Linked DNA regions of Sus scrofa: region 1 is linked to region 2. A link is a contact called in public promoter capture Hi-C data. All regions are on one chromosome and are shown on one strand. The core of a region is the stretch at or near the end of the contact, and the rest is flanking DNA. Distances in the headings are between cores, read along the strand shown. Region 1 holds the start of MPIG6B (protein G6b). Region 2 holds the start of DDX39B (DExD-box helicase 39B).

Region 1 (5,636 bases), core at 2,954-5,453, 170 kb before region 2:
CTATCATTGGTGTTTGGGCACAAGATGGACAGGACAGAATCTCCATGGTGGGGAGCAACGTCCAAGGAAGCAAAGAGAAAGTATGGGTGAATCACTCACTGAATTTATCTAAATGTCAGATGATTCAGAGCCTGGGAATTAACAGCCCATCCCTAGTTGATAGGAGAAAATGACATTTCCAAGGACCTTCATTTGCACTCATTTACTGAGGCTTAGCGGTGATATACAAAAGGTCTGTTTCCTGATATCAGGGAACTCACAGTATATGAAAATTTATTAGAAGTTGAAACACAGGTTGTAATGGAACAATTCACACGAGGCTATTGCTATGAGAGAAATAAGGGGCTCCCTTGGGCATCAAAGTGTATGCAGGGGTGGGCAAAGAGGGGCAGAAACAGCCTCCCAGAAAAGGCTACACTTGAGCTGAGTCCTGAAGATAAATAAGAATTAGCCAGGCAGATAGGAGGAGGCAAAGGGTAATCCAGGAAGAAGGAATTGCACCCAGCAAAGGCATATTTGGAGGCTGGGAGAATTTCTATATGTTGTCATGTTCTATACGTGGAGTGACAAAGAGAAGCCTGGAGAGTAGGTTGAACCCAAAGCTGAGGCCCATGGGCCCAGAGCTGAAATATTGCAGTCCCAACCCACTGCCAGGAGCAGGTCAGCATTTGGGGAGGATCTCTCTGGCTTCAGGGAGGAGAGCAAAGGCAGGAGGATGATGTGGGACCACGGGAATCCAGGGAGGAAATGAAGAGAGTACATTCAGGTGGCAGTGCTGGGTGTGAAAAGGGGGTGGGTTTGACAATGACATTAACATAAAAAGGCGACTCAGTTTGTTGTGTGGGAGCTTGAGGAAGGAGGTCTACACAACTCCCAGTTTCTGGTTTGGGCAACTGGGTTGATCAAGAGAGAAAACAAGGAGTTCCCTCTGTGGCTCATCGGTTAACGAACCTGACTAGGATCCACAAGGTTGTGGGTTTGATCCCTGGCCTCGCTCAGTGGGTTAAGGATCCAGTGCTGCTGTGAGCTGTGGTGTAGGTCGCAGACGTGGTTTGGATCCACCATGGCTGTGGTGTATGCCAGTGCTGTAGCTCTGATTCGACCCTTAGCCTGGGAACTTCCATATGCTGCAGGTGCAGCCCTAAAATATATATATATATAAAGAGAGAATGCAGTGGCCCTAGGAGATGACAATCAGGTGGTGACAATGAGGTGGGTTTTGAACCTGCTGGGGCCAGCCAGGCAGGGATGTCTGATGGTCTGAAAATCTCATACTGGAGATCTGAACTAGAGAGAGTCCTGAGTGTCATTTGCAGAGGTGAAGGCTGAGGACAGCGTCCCAGAAGAGGGAGATGGCAAATAAAGAAAAGGACAAACCTTAGAATAGCGGGGAATAGTGTGGAGATATGGAGCAAGGAAGAGAAGCCCAGAAGGAAGACACCAACATCAAAGAAAAACAGAGCTTAAAGAAGAGTAATCAGGAGTTCCCCGTTGTGGTGCAGCAGAAAAGAACCCAACTGGTATCCATGAGGATGTGGATTCGTCCCTGGCCCTGCTCAATGGGTTAAGGATCTGGTGTTGCTCTAGTGTGGTGTAGGTCGCAGACATGGCTTGGATCTGGCATTGCTGTGGCTGTGGTGTAGGCTGGCAGCCTCAGCTCCAATTCAACCCCTACACTGGGAACTTCCCTATGCCGCACCTGAGGCCCTAAGGGAAAAAAAAAAAGGAACCAAAGGCCAAGCCAGATAGATGAATGGCGGAAAAAATGGGTGTGGCTACTAGGACATCACTGGCAAGCTCTAGGAGAACAGGTGAGCAGTGGGAGTGAAGAAAAAAAAGGGAAGAGACAGGTGTAGGCCTTTGGTTCAAAGAGCTTGACTGTGGAGAGAAAGCAACAATCTAGGAGCTGTTGATGGCTGAGGATGGGGAGACAGGACTTGATCAGGTTTAGAAGGGACACCTGTGGTGAAGGAGATCTGAAAGCTGTGTGAGAAATGCGGGTAAGGAGGGACCAAGATCAGTGGCAGAGACAGCCTGGAACCCAGGCCTCCTGACCCTCAGCCTAGTGCTCATTTCTATCCCATGGTGCCTTCCTTTTCCAGTAAAGGGCCAGAAAGGAGAGGGGTGTTATGGAGAGCTGGGAGCCTCCAGCTCCTGAGGTTTGGAGTAAGGGCTTCCTTTCAAACCACAACCGCATAGATGGTGGAGGCCTCAGCAGGGACCACCCGAGACAGACGGCGCGGACTTCTGAGGGCCCTATGATCCAGGTCTGCGTAGAGCAGGCTCTGAAAGGTGGGGAGGAAGGCAGGAGGGTCTCAAAAGTCTGACTCCCTTGGGGTCTAAGCCTCTCTTTCTTGGTCCACTTTACTCAGGGATTTTGGCCAACCCCCATCCCATCCTCAAGCCCTTACCGGCTCCTGGTCCAGTCCCCTGCAATCTTGGGGTCTTCCTCCTCTTCTAGCCTCTGGGGCTCAGTGTCCACAAGTGGAACTATGTGAGGGGGACAGAGCTGAAGGATTGAGAGAAGGTAACCAACAAGGGCTCAGACTCAGGAATTGGGTGGGGAATACGCGGAGAAGGATAATGGGTAGAGTTAGTCTCACCAAATCTGGGGAGTGGTCGAGGCGGGTGAGGGGGCGAGCGCCTGTAGAGATGGATAAGAGTCCGAGGCCACTAATCTTGTCTCACTCATTCTGGGCCCCCCGGACGCGCCAACAACCACCCAGCAGCTGGCAGGATCTGAACCCCCAAACAACTTAGGCTCCACCCCCAAAGATAGTTCCGCCCACGCTTTGCGCCAGCTCCGCCCCAAGCTCGGCTTCCTTCGTTAGGGCTCCACCCACCAGCGCTTAGCCTCGCCCCCCAAGTTGTCACCCTCCCTATTCTCCTTCAAACCACACCAGACGGCTCTGGACCTTCCTTAAGTCTGCGAAAGTTCTGGGCCTGCCTTTTCCGCCTCTGGTCGAGACTCTTTAAACCAGGCCCCGCCCCTCGCGCTCACCTGCGCAGGCAATAGGCCAAGCCCCCGGCTCCGAGTGCCAGCAGCAGCCCCAGGACCAGCAGCGGGATCAGAATCTGGAGATATCCGGACTCTGGGGCAAGGGTGGAAGCGGGGTGGTGATGAGTGCCGAGGTCAGGAGTACGAGGACAGAGAGCTAGCTCTCCCACCCAGTAACCCCCAGCAAGGCCTCCCTCCCTGCTGGGGGCGTGTGTCCGAATTAGATCCCTCGTGCCTGAGGGTGTACACCTACCGCGGGTAGGCTCCGGAGCCTTGCAATCTGCCGGGTCCCCCAGCACGCGAAGCACAGTACGGCTCTCGTCCTTTCCGTGGCCCTTGCAAGTAAAGGTGCCCGAGTCCCCCGCGCTGAGGAGCAGCTCCAGCCGCCGAATACCAAGGCCCAGGGCACGTAGGCGGCCCACAAAGGGCTGGGCGGCAGATACGGTGGGGTTTCCATTCGATGATGTCCACAGAATCCGGCGGCGGCCTTTGGACAGGCCCTTGCAGGCCGGGAAGCTAGGTGCCCAGACCCAACGGGTGGGTTGCGAGACCTCTACGCAGGAGAGATTGACTCGATCCCCCGGGCGACCTTCCAGTGAAGCTAGGGGAGGTCGGGGGTGGTGGTTAGGGCTAGTCCACAGGGCAAGACAACCCTCACGTCTGCCTTCACCCTCTCCTCTCCCGGCATCCTGGATCTTCCTACAAGCTTTCCACCCCTGAGTCGCCCCTTCCCCCTGCCTCGGTCTTTCCTCACCCGTCTCCACTCTTCTGGGATGGCTTACCCTCGGGGTTCCCCTGGGCCCTCGACAACAGCAGCGGGAGCAGCTGCAGAACCAGGACCATGGCTGGGATGTGGTTGGGAGGAAGGGGAGGCAGAGAGGCGAGTGAATCAGCGGAGGAGACCGGAGGGAAACCGGAGGGGAGTGGAGGAGGAAACCAAAGGTCTGGGGGCTCCGATAAGGGCTGGGGGCGGGGCCACCAGCTGCCGGGATCCCTCAGGGAATCCTCGCCAGCAAGTTCACAGCCCTCAGCCAAGGTTCACTTAAAATTCAAGCTGGGGCTGTTTACACAAGCGCTCTCGCAGTCTGCAGACTGTAACTCCTGCAGCATAGCGGTGGCCGGGTGCACCATGATTTCTGAATCTTGGATGTCTAAATTCAAAAATCTTTTTGGGAGTTCCCTTCAGGGATCAGTGGAAACGAATCTAATATCAATGAGGACACAGGTTTGATCCCTGGACTTGCTCAATGGGTTAAGCATCTGGCGTTGCCCTAAGCTGTGGTGTAGGTCACAGATGCTGCTCGGATCCTGCATTGCTGTGGCTGTGGTGTAGGCCAGCAGCTACAGCTCCATTAGGCCCCTAGCCTGGGAACCTCCATATGCTACTACGTGCGACCCTAACAAGACAAAAAAAAAAAAAAATTGTTTTTAAGGAGTTCCCGTCGTGGCACAGTGGTTAACGAATCCGACTAGGAACCATGAGGTTGTGGGTTCGGTCCCTGCCCTTGCTCAGTGGGTTAACGATCCGGCGTTGCCGTGAGCTGTGGTGTAGGTTGCAGGCGCGGCTCGGATCCCGCGTTGCTGTGGCTCTGGCGTAGGCCGGTGGCTACAGCTCCGATTGGACCCCTAGCCTGGGAACCTCCATATGCCGTGGGAGCGGCCCAAGAAATAGCAACAACAACAACAACAAAAAAGACAAAAAAAAAATTGTTTTTAAAATTTTATCCATTTATTTTTTTCTTTTTCGGCTGCACTCACAGCATATGAAAGTTCCTGGACCAGGGATCGAACCCGAATCCTCCAGTCACCACGTCAGGTTCTTAATGCACTGAGCCACAGAGAGAACTCCTAAATTCAAATCTTGACTTCACCATTTGCTAGCTAGGAATGTGTGCCAGTTGCTTAACCTTTCTGAGTTTGTTTCCTCATCTCTAAAATGGGGATAAAAGCACCTTCCTGGAACTTCCTGTGAGAACTAAATAAAGTAATACACAGGAGTACCCATCGTGGCTCAGTGGAACTGAATCTGACTAGCATCCATGAGGATGCAGGTTCGATCCCTGGCCTCACTCAGTGAGTTAAGAATCCAGCATTGCATACATGGCTTAGATCTGGCGTTGCTGTGGCTGTGGTGTAGGCAAGCAGCTACAGCTCCAATTCGACCCCTAGCCTGCGAATTTCCAAATGCCACAGGGGTGGCCTTAAAAAAAAAACCAAAATAATAATAATAATAATAAGTAATACCTGGAAAACACCCAGAACAATGACTGAAACATAGGAACACTATGTGCTTGCCATTATTACTATTTCTATTCTTATTTTAGCTGCTCTCTCACCTCTCTGTGCCCAAGCCGTCCCTCCCAGCCTGCAGTGCCGCACCCAAACTGGCAGGTTTTGACTGGGGAGGCACTTTTAGCAGGTGCACAGCGCCACACCCATGGCTTCGTCAGCCCTCACTGGACTGGAGCAACCAAAGCCAAGCACAGTGGAATCCCAAGAGGTCCTGAGAATCTTCAGGGGGCCTGAGGTAGCCCCTCCTTAGCAGGCAGCTCCAGCCCATGTTTCTGCTACTGTGACATCACAGGAGCCCATGGTGACATCACACACCCTACTCCTTCATCCTGTGGCTGAACAGGGG
Region 2 (5,812 bases), core at 845-3,344:
ACTCTCAAACCTTACCACTTACCTACCATTTGTCTTTAACACCTGGGGCAGAATCTAGACTCGGTGGATTCAAAATACCTTCCTGATTCGCCGCCCATGCCCACGAATCTCAGGGCCCTGAGGACATCAGCTACATCAGCCAACATAATTTTAGGCAAATGTCGTCCACTGCCTCCACTGCTGAGGAAAGGGTACGACTGAAGAACCAGACTTCCTTCCTCCCCCAACCTAAGGACAACCCTTACCTAGCTCCAGGGCCAACCTCCCTAGGTCACCTTGACTACCGAGCCAAGGACCCCGTGGGAACTCGCAGTCCCGCCACCTTGGGTGGCTTCCACGGAGGGGTGCCCAGAGAGGAGGCCTGCGTGGCAAGAAATTAAGTGGAGAGGAGAAGGACGAGAAAAAGAGTAGGACAAGATAAAAAGATAACACTGGGAGAAAATGCTGGTTTCCTTTATGCCTTTTGTTACTGGCATTAGCGGCGGAGTTAAAAGTGGCTTTTTCTTTCACAAAGGCACTTTCTAAAGGCAACCCTAGAGCGCGCGGAACCATAGAATGGTGGAAGGTCCTTCTTCCGGTCTCTTGCGTCTGCGCGCTCACAGCGAAGAAGGCGGGAGGCCGGCGGAGGTGGGGGGTGGGGAGCGGGGAACCGGAAGTGAAGGCCGATTCCCTCCTTCGTCGCTGTTGCCGCCGCCATACGCCTTCGCCTTGTTCAGGTAAGGTTTGGCTTTCAGCACAATCCGACTCCATCTGCGTTTCTCTGCGGCCATCCCGTCGCAGGGCTCCTGATAACCCTTGTACAAGCTACGGTCTGGTCGCCGGGGTCTGATTGAGTTGTTACTTCCACCGCATACATTCCTTTCAAGAGCAAGAAGGTTGGGGGGGCGGAGGCAGGGAAGCGGCGCGCGGGGGAGGGGGGGAAGTCCAAGATGGTGGCCCTGGCGCCATTGTGTTTCCTTTACTCTTCGCTCCTCCAGTGGGCGCCTGCTTAATCGGAGGCCCCAGCGGCGATGAGAGGTGACGCTAGGCGTCCTCTGGCCTTGGGCATTTGCGGAGGGCGGGGCTCTTTTCATCCTCCCGCTTATTTTTGCGTTGTCGGCTCGCGGTAGTGGGAATCGGCGGCTTCTGGGCCTAGTTGAACTTTTCTCATTTCGGCCTTCCCACTATTATTTAGAGCGTTTTAATTGTTTAGGAATGGTGTCAATGTGTTTTTCGGAAAGGGGGTGAGGCCTGAAGAGTAACGCAATGGTGACGAAGGTTTTACTTATTAACTGGAAAGAGGATTCATCTTAGTTATTGGCCTGCTTTTCATTCATTGTTTGTTGGGGAGATGAATTTTTCCCGGTCTGGCATTTCTCTAGACCCCTCCCCCCGCCATAAGTTACCCAAGGCCTTTAAACGCCAGAAGGCGGTTACTGAGGAGTGGGAGGCTGGAGTGCTGGGGAGAGGTGGGTGGCAGCCACATGATGTTTTCATTTTGAAAAGTGAGAGCTTTGCGCAGTGACGACTTTTATCTATCACCCTTGACTGATGGCTGCTGTATTAGAAGTTGAGATTGTACACTTCGTAGGGAAAGCACAAGATCTTGAGGGCCTGTCATTTTGTCGTTTTCATTCTCCGTTCTTAAGTCATTATCTATGTTCTGCTTTTCATGGTTTTTTTTTTTTTTTCTTTCTTTCTTTCTTTGCTGCTGTCACAGACCTGGGATTTGTAAGCTGATCTTGCCCTTCCAACTTCCGGGTTTCTGCTTCTTTGAGCTGAGGTTTTGGGGAACCTGTGTCCTAATCACCTCCTCTGGGACCACTTTTTTCATTCCCTGTATTACGTTTGCTTTTCCCTTTTAATTCTTGTGGGTTTTTTTGTTACTTTCAATGTTTCATAGTTTAGGGAAAGTGGAAAGTGTGGGGATGGAAGAGGTGGCTAAGGCTCTGCTCATGACTGATGAGTCTTCTCTCTGGTTTTTTTCCCTAGCTCTTCTGTCAGAAACTAGTATTTCTTTTCCTCTCCTGTTCCTCGAGCCTCCACTCTCCCCTGTCTTATTCTGTGTGAACCCAGCCGGAGACGCCTCCCCTTCTCCCCCTGCCGGCCCAGTTATGGCAGAGAACGATGTGGACAATGAGCTCTTGGATTATGAAGACGATGAGGTGGAGACAGCAGCTGGGGGAGATGGGGCTGAGGCCCCTGCCAAGAAGGATGTCAAGGGCTCCTATGTCTCCATCCACAGCTCTGGCTTTCGTGACTTCCTGCTCAAGCCAGAGTTGCTCCGGGCCATTGTTGACTGTGGCTTTGAGCATCCATCAGAAGGTAAATTTTCCTCAGACTTTTAAAGGATGTGAGAAACATGGTTATGGTCTTTTAGTGATACGGAATTATATAAGATAGATTAGGGAAGAAGTACCAAAAACTGTTTTAGCAGTAGAAAGAGTTATATATAGGTTGGTTTTTCATTCATGGTGACAAGTAAGTGCTAGTGATGTAAAAGTAATTTAGATAGAGATCTGTTTTTCATCTTGTGACTGGCTTTTCTCCTTGTCTGCTTGTTTTTAATTTTGTTTCTTTGACTTTTAATTTAAAATTTCCAGAGAGGAGCTGGTTGGACTCTTGAGCCAAGCCAGCTCTGGTCTCTGGAAACCGTTATGGCTGGTCTAAAGGTGGCTGGCTTTGGGTCAGGTACCAAGTCCTTCATTTTGTCCAAGGTTGCAGGGTTATGTGACCCAAAGCATGACAGCCTAAGTAGGAGAAATGGCCTGTGGCAGGCACTCAAAAGTCATGGATTGTTACAGATTAAGAAACATTCGGACAGAGTCAGGAGCACCTAAGGCAAGCAATTGGTAGGTGCAAGAGGGTTGTTAGCAGGACTGTGGGGGTCTGGAACTGGAGGAGGCCAATGTTAGAAGGAACTGGGAAGGTCTGATTTGGGGATTACTTTGATTACTCGAGGGAGCAGAGGTAGAAAGGGTCTGGAAATCGACAAGAACCATTTAAGAATTGAGTAGAGAGAAACGGGTTTGGCATGGTGAAAAAGCTGGCCAAGTTAGCTGGAGACTGAAGTCTAATTATCCTTTTTCCCCCCTCCTTATAGTTCAGCATGAATGCATCCCTCAGGCCATCCTGGGAATGGATGTCCTATGCCAGGCCAAGTCAGGCATGGGGAAGACAGCGGTGTTTGTGCTGGCTACACTGCAACAGCTGGAGCCAGTTACTGGGCAGGTATGCTTGGGGAAAGTGCTGGAGGAGGCATTTTGGTTTGCAGTGTTCGGGAAGGGTGTTTGTGTCAGCTCCATGATGCATTCAGAGCCACCAGTGCTTGTTGCTAAGGTGACCTCTCATTCTTGACTGACAGCCGTGGGGAATGTTCTGTAGTAATCATGGGGTTAATGGTTTAGAGCTCCAAACTATAGTCAGTTGTGATCTGCCAGGTGTGCTTTTGTGACATACCTGAAGGGATATATTGTATGTGTCTCTCCATCTACTCCCCCCTAGGTGTCTGTACTGGTGATGTGTCACACTCGGGAGTTGGCTTTTCAGATCAGCAAGGAGTATGAGCGCTTCTCTAAATACATGCCCAATGTCAAGGTAAGCCAGGGTAAGGGGACCTGGGAGGGTGAGGGTATGGGGAGTCGGAGGCATTAGAGACTTGTTAGAGCAGCTGTCTGCATGTCCCACAGGGGTTAAACCCCTACACATGAATCTCAGTTACACCCAATACATAGTAAGTTGCTGCAGTTGTGGTGTGGAAGAGATTTATATTCTAGGGCTCATTTGGATATGCATTATAATTTCTGTGGTATTTGCAGCATTCTGATTCATGTGAGTGTGAATATGCTTTTTTTGTGTGTGTGTGTGTGTGTTTTTGCTATTTCTTTGGGCCACTCCTGTGGCACATGGAGGTTCCCAGGCTAGGGGTCGAATCGGAGCTGTAGCCACTGGCCTACGCCAGAGCCACAGCAACTCGGGATCCGAGCCGCGTCTGCAACCTACACCACAGCTCACGGCAACGCCGGATTGTGAACCCACTGAGCAAGGGCAGGGACCGAACCCGCAACCTCATGGTTCCTAGTCGGATTCGTTAACCACTGCGCCACGACGGGAACTCCTGAATATGCATTCTAACAAGATCCTCGGGTAGAGTTTGAGAAGCATTGATGTATGTAACTTTACCTTTTCCTGAAATGAAAAAAATAGTACTTTTGTTCAGATTGTTAAAATTTTCTCAGTTATTTTACGTTTAAAAGTAGTAACGTTGAAGTAATAGTTTTAAAGTAAAAGTAATTTGTTTAAAACCAAAGTAGTGATAGTGGGGAGTTCCCATCATGGCGCAGTGGTTAATGAATCTGACTAGGAGCCATGAGGTTGCGGGTTCAATCCCTGGCCTCACTCAGTGGGTTAAGGATCCGGTGTTGCCGTGAGCTGTGGTGTAGGTTGCAGAGATGGCTCGGATCGCACACTGCTGTGGCTGTGGCGTAGGCCAGTGGCTACAGCTCCGATTCGACCCCTAGCCTGGGAACCTCCATATGCCACTGGAGTGGCCCTAGAAAAGGCAAAAAGACAAAAAACAAACAAAAAGCGAAGAAGTGATGGTGGCACTTGTGCACGGTAAAAATGTTTATGCGATCCAGAGGGCCTTAGAATGAAAAGATTGTTTGCCCATCTGATTATATGTCATAGAATACCACTAGTTAATTTTTTGTTGTGGTTGTTCTGATGATTCTGTGAAACCAAGTATTAGGCAGTTTTTTCAGTTTGTCAGCATACAGGCCTTTTTGACTTTTCCATGAAAGGTTATTTAGCTTATTTATGCCATTCTAAAATTCGAAAATTGTGTTAATTTTCTAAATATAGTTTGAAAGCTGTATTTACTTGTGTGTGTACGCATATCTGTACTCTTTTTTTTTTTTTTTTTTTTTGGTTTTTTTGTCTTTTGTTGTTGTTGTTGTTGTTGCTATTTCTTGGGCCGCTCCCGCGGCATATGGAGGTTCCCAGGCTAGGGGGCCAATCGGAGCTGTAGCCACCGGCCTACGCCAGAGCCACAGCAACGCGGTATCCGAGCCGCGTCTGCAACCTACACCACAGCTCACGGCAATGCCGGATCGTTAACCCACTGAGCAAGGCCAAGGGCAGGGACCGAACCCGCAACCTCATGGTTCCTAGTCGGATTCGTTAACCACTGCGCCACAACAGGAACTCCGAATATCTGTACTCTTATATTGTTGGTTTTGGTAGCTTTTATTTTCTGTCTTTTTAGTAGTTTTCTAGGTTGTCTAAAAATTGAAAACCCGGAAACACTTTCCATTGTTAAGATTTCTCAACCTTGAATTCTTTCCTTCTTTGTGAGATACTCTCTTTTTGTGGGTTGGCAGGTCGCAGTGTTTTTTGGTGGTCTGTCTATCAAGAAGGATGAAGAGGTGCTGAAGAAGAACTGCCCGCATATTGTCGTGGGGACCCCTGGCCGCATCCTAGCCCTGGCTCGAAATAAGAGCCTCAACCTCAAACACATTAAACACTTTATCTTGGATGAATGTGACAAGATGCTTGAACAACTCGGTGAGTAGCAGTGCTGGGACTAGGCTAGTGACCTGGGAGTTGCCTTTTGGAGCCAAATGATGTTTATTTGATACTGGAGCACATCTGTGCCAGGACGACTCTTAATCTATCACCCATGACTGATGGCTCTGGCTTCCCTGGGTGGTCTTTGTTAGGCTTTTTAAGCATCCTTGGTGCCTAAGGAGAAGGGTGTTCTTCCTTTCTGTGATAATGTTTTTCATTACACAGTCACATCACCTTTCTTTCGTTTCTAAATCTTTATAGTAGG

The links. Promoter capture Hi-C pulls out the DNA fragments that hold promoters and counts their contacts.
Region 1: a promoter capture Hi-C map of fetal liver shows a contact between it and region 2, with 2.1 times the contacts expected there. The contact joins the promoter of MPIG6B here to the promoter of DDX39B in region 2. A contact is called at or near these places in 1 of 5 promoter capture datasets (fetal liver), 2 of 47 Hi-C or Micro-C datasets (embryonic fibroblasts and epiblast stem cells) and 1 of 2 datasets of contacts at active chromatin or transcription factors (alveolar macrophages).

Annotation. Positions count from the first base shown.
Region 1 is chr7:23,833,217-23,838,852 of Sscrofa11.1, reverse strand. MPIG6B (protein G6b) reads right to left here and starts at 4,203. Exons shown (of 7, transcript XM_021098455.1): 1 at 3,781-4,203; 2 at 3,252-3,599; 3 at 3,002-3,092; 4 at 2,604-2,644; 5 at 2,428-2,490; 6 at 2,412-2,425; 7 at 2,069-2,285. The coding sequence starts at 3,841. The coding sequence ends at 2,181. LY6G6C (lymphocyte antigen 6 complex locus protein G6c) reads left to right here and starts at 5,243. Exons shown (of 3, transcript XM_021098457.1): 1 at 5,243-5,636.
Region 2 is chr7:23,663,899-23,669,710 of Sscrofa11.1, reverse strand. DDX39B (DExD-box helicase 39B) reads left to right here and starts at 2,094. Exons shown (of 10, transcript NM_001005157.1): 1 at 2,094-2,304; 2 at 3,083-3,210; 3 at 3,484-3,576; 4 at 5,361-5,544. The coding sequence starts at 2,094. LOC102161099 (a long non-coding RNA gene) reads right to left here and starts at 555. Exons shown (of 2, transcript XR_002345613.1): 1 at 27-555.